Regions from separate parts of the Mus musculus genome. Here all the other regions are linked to region 2. A link is a contact called in public Hi-C and promoter capture Hi-C data. All regions are on one chromosome and are shown on one strand. Each heading gives the region's core, a stretch centred on a gene start, on an enhancer-like site or on the middle of the called end of the contact. The rest is flanking DNA. Distances are from core to core; before and after follow the strand shown. Region 1 overlaps Ncam1 (neural cell adhesion molecule 1). Region 2 has its middle 33 kb from the start of Gm32462. Region 3 overlaps Ncam1 (neural cell adhesion molecule 1).

Region 1 (2,700 bases), core at 29-2,528, 920 kb before region 2:
CTTTCACAGGCCTGGGTGTTGGGGGAAGGAAGTTCTAGCTTTTGACAGTTGAGGTTAAGAGAAAAGGGAAAAGATGTAAGGTCAAGACATCTTTTGAAAGCATGCTTCTGTTGAATGAGCGAGAAGCGCTTTAGCTGTGAGTGTCATATCCCTGTCCCACTGTGAGCTGACAGAATGCACGGTCTTATGGTCTATCATGACACAGGTTCTTCCCAAGCAAGCCTGGAAGGGCTTATATGTGACAAGTAGTTTCTCTTGATACGCTTTATGAAAACTTCCTTCACCTATGGTTATAAACAGATTATTACCACACATAGATATACACACACACACACATATACACCACACACACACACACACACACACACACACACATACATATACACTCAGAAACACACATACACACAACTACACCTCTGTAGGAGATATTATTTAATTTCACCCGTGTTGTCTGACTGACTGACGGAGTTCTACATGACCCCAGCTACTCGGCTTCCTTTGCACGGTGGCTCACATCCTCTGCATCTTGATCCTATGGTGACTAATACATTCCTGCTAACTCAGGCTGCTGCCAATCGGGATACCCTATGCTTTATCTCACTGTCCTCTGGGACTTATGATTTGGGTCAGTAGTCAAGTGGTTCAAATAAAACAGACTCCAACCTCCTGCTCAGATTTCACAACTAAGCATCTTATCTGTGGGTAGAAATGTCTGAAGAAATATAAAAACCGAAACACCCGTCAGGGGAGAAATATTTCATTCCTCTTCAGGAGAAGTCTGGAGCCAAGATTGTGTTTCATTGACAGACAAGACCAAAGATGCAAAGCGGTGTCTCAAACAGGACAGGGTTGTGCAAATGGGTCCTGTAGCTTTCTCCTATTTCCTGGGACTTATATAGCAGGAGGGATGGGGGCGGGGGGAGGGGGGAGGGGGGGAGGGCGGAGCCACTGTGGTAGAGGGGAGTAGTTAGAAGAATTCCTCTTTCAAATGCAAATACACCACAAACAAACAAGAAAACCCTCCAACCCGTGCAAATGAGCCCAGCTTATTGTCATGCTTGTTCCTCTCACAAAACCAAACCACAAAGGCATCAGGAACTGAAAGTCATTGCAGCCACACACAGAGGACCACTGAGAAAGCAGCCCCCGTAGCTGTCTACCACAGGAGGAAAACAACAACAACAAAAAAAACCATTCCATGCAGTATACACAACCAGGAAGCACGGTTCTCCCCTCTTTAATTATGTATGGGAGGCCTTAGCCAGGGTGTGGGAGCTGAACTCCGTAGACCCGTCATCACCTGCCTTAGCTGACTGCTGCTTGGTGGGAGGCAGGACCAGCTCTCCCTGGCCTCCAGCCTCAAGTGCTGTAATATACACAGTCACAGTGCAAAGGCTCTTGTTGCCTAGCCGAGGGCCTTAGGCCCCCAGCACCCATGTGGCCTCACATCATTAAGGCCAGCCTGGATGCCTGCAGCTCGGACTCAGCCAGGTTTTCAGGCTAGTCTAGGGGGATGCTCTTGTCCCTTGGATCCTACTGTCTGGAGAGGACGTCTAGCCCTTCCAACCCAGCAGCCTAGGAGGTGGCATTGTTCTATTATTTTTCTAGCACCAAGTGTTCGGGGGACCAGAATGAAGGGGGACAGAGCTACAGGCTCTGTTGTGAGACACGGGCTGCCATGTTGTCAGGGGCACAGGTCCTTCTCCTTTTCTCTGAGCAGCTCTCTCCACTTCCTCTGGTTTCCTCTTGCTCCCAGGCCTTCCTCACTTTATTATATTGCGCTCTCTCTCTCTCTCTCTCTCTCTCTCTCTCTCTCTCTCTCTCTCTCTCTCTCTGTGTGTGTGTGTGTGTGTGTGTGTGTGTGTGTGTGTGTGTGTACGAGCACAATCCCATGAGGCATGAACAGTAAAACTGTGGGAAGGAGTTGCCATACTTTGCTCCCCCCCCATGTTTTCCCAATTCTTTTCTGTTTTAAACACAAATGTCAATATGGAAAGGTCTCCACAAGCACAAACAGCCACCCCTTATTCTTTTGGAGGCGACTCCATTTGCTTTCTTGGCTAAACAGACAGCATGCTTAGAAACCACTCAAGGCTGGGAGCCTCCATGCAGTCACACTGTAGACTGTGCTACTGCGAGCAGAGCAGAGGCGCTGCCCAGAGCAGCCGGCTCTGTACTCACTAGACAGGTCTGTGGTTGGAAGGACAGGAAGAGGCCAGGTTGCTATGGAAACATGAAGGTTGGAAAGGGCACTAAATGGTGAGGGCCAGAAAGGACATAAAACTCACATACCCAAAAGTACAAATTATGCATATCAGTGTGTGTATGTATATATATATATACACACACGTATGTATCAGAGACATATATATATATATATGTGTGTGTGTATATACACACACACATATGTATCAGAGACAGTGCGTCAGTCACTCATTCCTATTGCCCCAATTTATCAATATTAATATAAATATTTTGGAGAGCTTATCAAAGATAATCTTTTTTTTTTTTGCTTACAAAGGACTCATGCAGCAAGAGATAAGATATCCCCAAATACTTTTTTGGTTAAATCCAGTTACTAAATGCTGGACATTATATTTTGTGTACTTTTCATTTCTTTCTTTCTTTCTTTCTTTCTTTCTTTCTTTCTTTCTTTCTTTCTTTCTTTCCTTCCTTCCTTCCTTCCTTCCTTCCTTCCTT
Region 2 (2,700 bases), core at 102-2,601:
GGTAGTGTGATTCCCTAATTGACAGCTGTTGGACTCTCCCTAGCTGCCCCACGCCCTTGAGCAAAACAAGTAGATTTCAAACAGACAGCAAGACTACCACGGCCATTTTGAACACCCTGCTGAGCCCTAAGGAAGGGTATATGTCCATCACAGCTGCTAGCTCTGCCTCCTGAACGTGTGGCTCCACGCAGGATGGATTTAAGCCACTTGCACTGAATTTTTTAGCTGTCACAAGGTTTAGTGAACTTTAAATGATAGAAACATTTCCACCTAGACCAGAGAAAGCCCCAGGACCCAACAAGGGAACGCTATGGTTGATGCTAAAGGGCATGATTGGTGCAAATACAACAGTCATTTTCATGTGGAGTGTGCTGTGATTGGTACAAACTCCCTCTCCCTCTCTCCCTCTCTCCCTCTATTTCTCCCTCTCTGCCTTTCTCCCTCTCCCTCCCTCTCTCCTTCTCCCTCCCTCTCTCCTTCTCCCTCCCTCTCTCCTTCTCCCTCCCCCCTCTCTCTCCCCCTCTCTCTCTCCCACTCTTCCTCTCTCTCCTCCCTCTCTCTCCCTCCCTCTACCCCCCCTCTCTCTCTCTTGCTATACCAGCAGGCTTCTCAGCTCACTCGGTCAGTTACCTACTAGACCCTCTCTGTGCAGCCTCCCCCAGTGTTGCAATATCAGACCACAAAATGCTTCTCTTGAGTGATCAGTTCTTGGACTGAGCTAGAACCACAAAGGAAGAAGCGGCAGATGGCAGAGCCGGAGGAGTGGCAGCAGCCATGACAGCTGGGTGACAGACAGAATAAGAGGCAACGGTGGTGGAGGGGCAGCTTAGCTCAGAGCCGGAGCTAAGCAGCTGTCAGACTGGTCTGCAAAAGCAAAAAGAGGTAGCCGGCCACTTGACAGCCAAGCAAGGGGTGGCTAGAGAGTTCCGGACAAAGCAGGAATAAGGTGACGACAGAAGTAGAAAGGTCAGTGAACTGAGGCTAGGGAAGAATGGAAAGATGTAAAGACCCAGGGAGGAAAAGCTTCAGACTCTGGTCACTGGAAGAGTGTAAACCAGAAAGCTGTAAAACATTTAGGTCTGGGTCTCAGACACCCTAATCCTGGGAACCAGCTGTAGCACTGCCGTAACACAGCCGTAACCAGGCCTGCCAAGAAGCTGAAACAGGCAGGCACTCACTCGGGAATCTCCACTCCCTGGGCTCACACAACAGGTGCAACACTTGAGAAACTAAGGGTTTTAGTAGCCTAGGCTCTCTACCATTTCAGCCAAGGATCTCAATGTGCAGAGCATTCACGAGAGTCTGACACTAGAGGGCGCCACCAGCTGCTTCTGCTGCTCCTGCCTACAGCTCAGTACTGCAGCGCCACACTGCGGAATAGATAGATACACTGGGCTCCCAGGCCAACATGGAAGAGCCTCTCTTCGCCCACCCACAACATCCGGCTGACCAAAGGACTCCAGCCAGCTGATCGGTAACACTTGCAGTGACTATGCACTGGCCGCGCTGTGCCATACCTGTCACATAACCTGTGGTTGTATACATTGTTACTGCACATCAGCCTTCTCGAAATTTTCTCTGAGAGCCACATTTTTGCAAGTTATAAAATTACCTTTCAAGCCATGTGTAATATAAGATCAAAGTCTTCGCATCAAATTTCTCTAAAATGTTATGGTCCACAGGTCGCAAGTTCCCTTATCTATAGCAGTTAGAGTAAGGATATAGGCAATTCTGAGTAATTCTGTAGCTGACCTCAATAGTATTTACGTTATTTAGTTGTAACAACGTTTTAATAACTATTTCAACAAAACATGAAAGACCAAAGCCTCTTCAAGGGTAAGCCAAGGAAGAGATTATACTCGAGTGCATCTCTGCCTATTGAATACCCAGGCTCACATAGCAAAAGCTGTGGGAGGGGCAGCGAGGTGTCCCACTGGGAAAAGTGCCTGCCGTGCAAAGCTCGTGATGTGAGTCTGATCCCCAGAACCCACATAAAGGTGGAAGGAAATGACTGGCTCCACAAAGTTGTCTTCTGACCTCTACACGTGTGCCGTGGAACATGTATACACATACACACACCACACCTACATCATCACCATCACCACCATCATCCTCAAATTCATCTCAAGGTTTATCCATCCAAATCAGTCAGGACAGTGGAACTCAGCCTCAGGCTCCTTTTAAATCCTTTAAACCTTAGATCTATGCAGCTATACTGACTGAGCATTTATAGTTACTGTATTTAAAGACTTTCAAACAGGACAACACAGATCATTTTTCATCACTGTTTCTTTTTACACTGACATTTTGTAGCAAGAAAGAAAAATAGACAAATAATGACAAACTTGAATCCACACTGACATCTTCACAGAATCCAACTTCCATTCACTGAAAGACATTTCCTCAATACACCCATTTTGTTTCTAATCTGTATTAACTCACACCTCTAGCTGTCATATCAAAATACAATTTAAAACATATTTTCCCCATCCATTTGCATCTCCAAGACACTCATACTTTACTCTCCAATTTTCAGGAAGAGAAAGACAAAATCGAGGTGGCTGGGACAATCCTAAACAGAAAGGTGTTTTGTTAAATGTTAGTGCGTCTGCTGTAATGAGTTCCATCAGCCTGCATGCTACTGAAGACAGTGATTCTGTGCCCTAATAATTTTTTTCCATGCAAAAGCAAGAGGTTTAT
Region 3 (2,700 bases), core at 13-2,512, 940 kb before region 2:
AAGCCCTGCAAGAGGCTGAGGACACATCGAACACGGAGGACATAACACAGCACAGACACACACCACTACTGGACACAACCCAATGACAGTGGACAAAGAGAGGCCGTACTCGGTCTTTGCTGGTGCGGGAGGCACAGCGCTGTCTGCAGTGGAAGGAGCAAGCTCAGAGGCTTGTCCACTGGCCCCAGTGGCGGGAGCAGGAGAGCCCAGGGCTGCAAAAACATCCTTTGCAAGGTCAATATCTGGGGTCTTGAAGTTCCCTTCGTCCATTTTTAAGTCCTCGCCCTGGGAAGGGTTTGTGGTTGCAGCCTTGCTCTTCGGGCTAGCAGGGGCTGTGGCTGCCTCAGGTGGGTTCTTCACGGTGCCAGGCTGGGTGGGCTCTGGGTCCGGACCTTTGGTGCTGGGGGCTTCCTGCTTGGCCTGGGGGGCATCTGTGGCAGGGGCGGCTACTGCTGCTAAGGGGCTGGCTGCCCCAGCTGGAGTGGGGGTGGGAGCAGGGGAGGCCTTACTGGCTGGAGGGGCCTTGGAGGTCTCTCCCGCACTGGCAGGGGTGCTAGGACTGAGTACAGCTCCTTGGTTAGCCAAGACAGTGGAGGACAGATTGCTAGCAGAGGGAGCTGAAGTTGGAGTATCACTCAGGTCAACCAGAGGAGCAACTTTGGGGGCTGAGGCTGGGGACGAGGATGAAGCAGTGACACCCTTGGAAGGGGTGGCCTGACCAGCGGGCACAGAATTTGAGTCTGGCACAGTTGTGGCCGGTGGGGCAATACTGGAGGTCAGTGTAGTGGTCTCACTGGTAGGGCTGTTCTGAGCAGTGGCAAAGGTTTCGGTGATAGTGTCAGAGTTAGTGGTGACGGTGGTGACAGAAGGCAGCATGTCCTCGACAGTGGCTGTGGTGTCGGCAGGCAGCCTGTGGGGAGGACAGGAAGTAGAAAGAGAATAGACAATGAAGCTGAGACATGACAGAGAAGCTAGATAGGAGCCGAGGAGAGGAGCGGTGGGAGGGTGGGCATGCAACCATACACGGGCAGGAACATGGGCCCACGGAGAAACAAGGACAAGAGGAAGTACATGCCCCAGGCGGGCGGAAGAGGACACAGGAGACAACAAAGAACGTGGCAGTCTCAAAGGGACCTGCTAGCCTTCTTCCATGCTGACACCCCTTCAGCTCTCTGTACAGGGCTCCAGTTCCCTACTGCTCTGTCTAGCGCTCTCTTATGCTGCCCTGGATCTCCACTCCAGGGAAGGCAGCTGATGTCTATCATCTCTAGGTTTCTGGAGCCCCCTAGGGGCAGGTCCAGCTATCTTACAATCCTAGGCAGGCATGGGGAGAGCCAGAATGAAGAGGACCAGTGCTCCAAATGGCTCCTATGTGCCAAGGTCTCTTCCAGCCATAGATTGGTGTTCCTGTGAGACGTATTTCTTCCAAGGCTATCAGCCATGGCTGGTCAGAACCCCTGAAGATCTCCAAAGTTTCTGAGTGGAAGAAGACCAAGGAACCTACCCAGGTCCTGAAGATTTTTCAAGAAATCCTAAATGAAATGGGCTAGTCCTCTCTCAAAATGAAGTTAAGCCATTCCTAGAATATGTGTGGAACTTTGGAACACTCCAGGGGAGCCCACTTATGCAACGGGCCTGGCAAGGCACCCACTAGGATCCAAGGAGAAGCCAGAACGTCTTCTCTCTCTGGAGAGTGGGTTCAGAAGGTCTTCTGACCCAGGGCTCCAGAGCTCTGGCTTCCACCTTTGGCCAGGAGCCGAGGGTGAGAAGTGGGGAAGGTTGGGGTAGGGTGATAAGGTGGAGTTGGGGTTCTACTGAGGCGACAATCCCTCCTACTCCACGTACTCGGGTTCTGTCAGCGGCGTGGTCTCGTTGGGCTCTGTGTGCTTCCCCCCATCATGGTTTGGAGTCCGTTCTTCCTCCGTTCGGACCTCCACAATGGGTTCTTTTGACTCATCTTTCCTGTGGAGAAAGTTCCACTGGTTAGATCCCAGGATGGCTTCCCAGGAAAGTCATCGAAGAAAGAAGCTGTAAGGAGGTGCATTGGGGTTTCGCCTGTGGCTATCAGAGTGGGCTGGATGATTGTGTCTGCATCAGTGCAGTCCCTATACATAAGACAGTTACCTCACCTCACCTCACCTCACCTCACCTCACCTCACCTCACCCCTCCCTCAGTACTCCCACCTGTACATTAGGACAAGTAAGCATATACCTTGACTAACTATGAGAACTAAATGAGAAAAGGTTTTAAGCACAGTGCTTAACTGCTCAAATGCAAACTTATGTGCACACATGTATATGTATGCATAAAAATGTATTTGTAACTGTGTATACACAAACCTGTGTGTATGTATGCATATATATATATATGTATATATATGCATCTATCTATCTATCTATCTATCTATCTATCTATCTATCTATCTACCTATCTATAGAGTTACTTGCATGTGGGGGTGTTATGCAATTTATCTTCTCACTCCATCCTTTCTCAGCTTGCTACAACAGCCTCCTTCACCCACGGACTTCGATATCTCCTACTAACTAGCTAACAGATGCTGCTGGTGGGAAGAACATACACACTGTGCCTTGTTTCTCTCCCTTTGGTGCCCTAGAGCCAGGATACGGGGTCTTGCCTTCAGTAGCTGAAGCACTTGAGCAGTAAATGAAGAGAGAGGTTAAGTGTGTTTCTCCAAGGCT

Evidence for each region. Promoter capture Hi-C pulls out the DNA fragments that hold promoters and counts their contacts. A called contact is a pair of places that touch in the nucleus more often than the background predicts.
Region 1: a contact with region 2 is called in a promoter capture Hi-C map of cranial neural crest. The contact joins two enhancer-like sites. A contact is called at or near these places in 5 of 39 promoter capture datasets (cranial neural crest, embryonic stem cells, frontonasal cranial neural crest and 2 more), 1 of 15 datasets of contacts at CTCF or cohesin (the NIH/3T3 cell line), 2 of 484 Hi-C or Micro-C datasets (cerebellum and embryonic stem cells) and 6 of 115 datasets of contacts at active chromatin or transcription factors (acute myeloid leukemia, astrocytes, embryonic basal ganglia and 2 more).
Region 3: a contact with region 2 is called in a Hi-C map of cerebral cortex, with 2.9 times the contacts expected there. The contact joins two enhancer-like sites. A contact is called at or near these places in 4 of 39 promoter capture datasets (cranial neural crest, frontonasal cranial neural crest, maxillary cranial neural crest and 1 more), 5 of 15 datasets of contacts at CTCF or cohesin (the NIH/3T3 cell line, embryonic stem cells, large pre-B cells and 1 more), 61 of 484 Hi-C or Micro-C datasets (the AML12 cell line, the AtT-20 cell line, the C2C12 cell line and 38 more) and 14 of 115 datasets of contacts at active chromatin or transcription factors (PVALB interneurons, SST interneurons, T-cell acute lymphoblastic leukemia and 10 more).

What each region holds. Positions count from the first base shown.
Region 1 is chr9:49,533,028-49,535,727 of GRCm38.p6, forward strand. All of the region lies in intron 13 of Ncam1 (neural cell adhesion molecule 1), which reads right to left. All of the region lies in intron 2 of Gm11149 (predicted gene 11149), which reads left to right. Among named protein-coding and RNA genes, the nearest start is that of Gm11149, 16 kb to the left of the region's middle. Within about 2 kb of position 1,279, at least 66 of the 459 cell types and tissues checked have an H3K27ac peak or open chromatin away from gene starts, as enhancers often do. A contact at or near this core is called in acute myeloid leukemia, where this site is marked.
Region 2 is chr9:50,451,275-50,453,974 of GRCm38.p6, forward strand. No RefSeq gene overlaps it. Among named protein-coding and RNA genes, the nearest start is that of Gm32462, 33 kb to the right of the region's middle. Within about 2 kb of position 1,352, at least 108 of the 459 cell types and tissues checked have an H3K27ac peak or open chromatin away from gene starts, as enhancers often do. A contact at or near this core is called in acute myeloid leukemia and cerebral cortex, where this site is marked.
Region 3 is chr9:49,506,744-49,509,443 of GRCm38.p6, forward strand. It overlaps Ncam1 (neural cell adhesion molecule 1), which reads right to left. Exons shown (of 19, transcript NM_001113204.1): 17 at 1,846-1,962; 18 at 110-910. Among named protein-coding and RNA genes, the nearest start is that of Gm11149, 10 kb to the right of the region's middle. Within about 2 kb of position 1,263, at least 8 of the 459 cell types and tissues checked have an H3K27ac peak or open chromatin away from gene starts, as enhancers often do. A contact at or near this core is called in cerebral cortex, where this site is marked.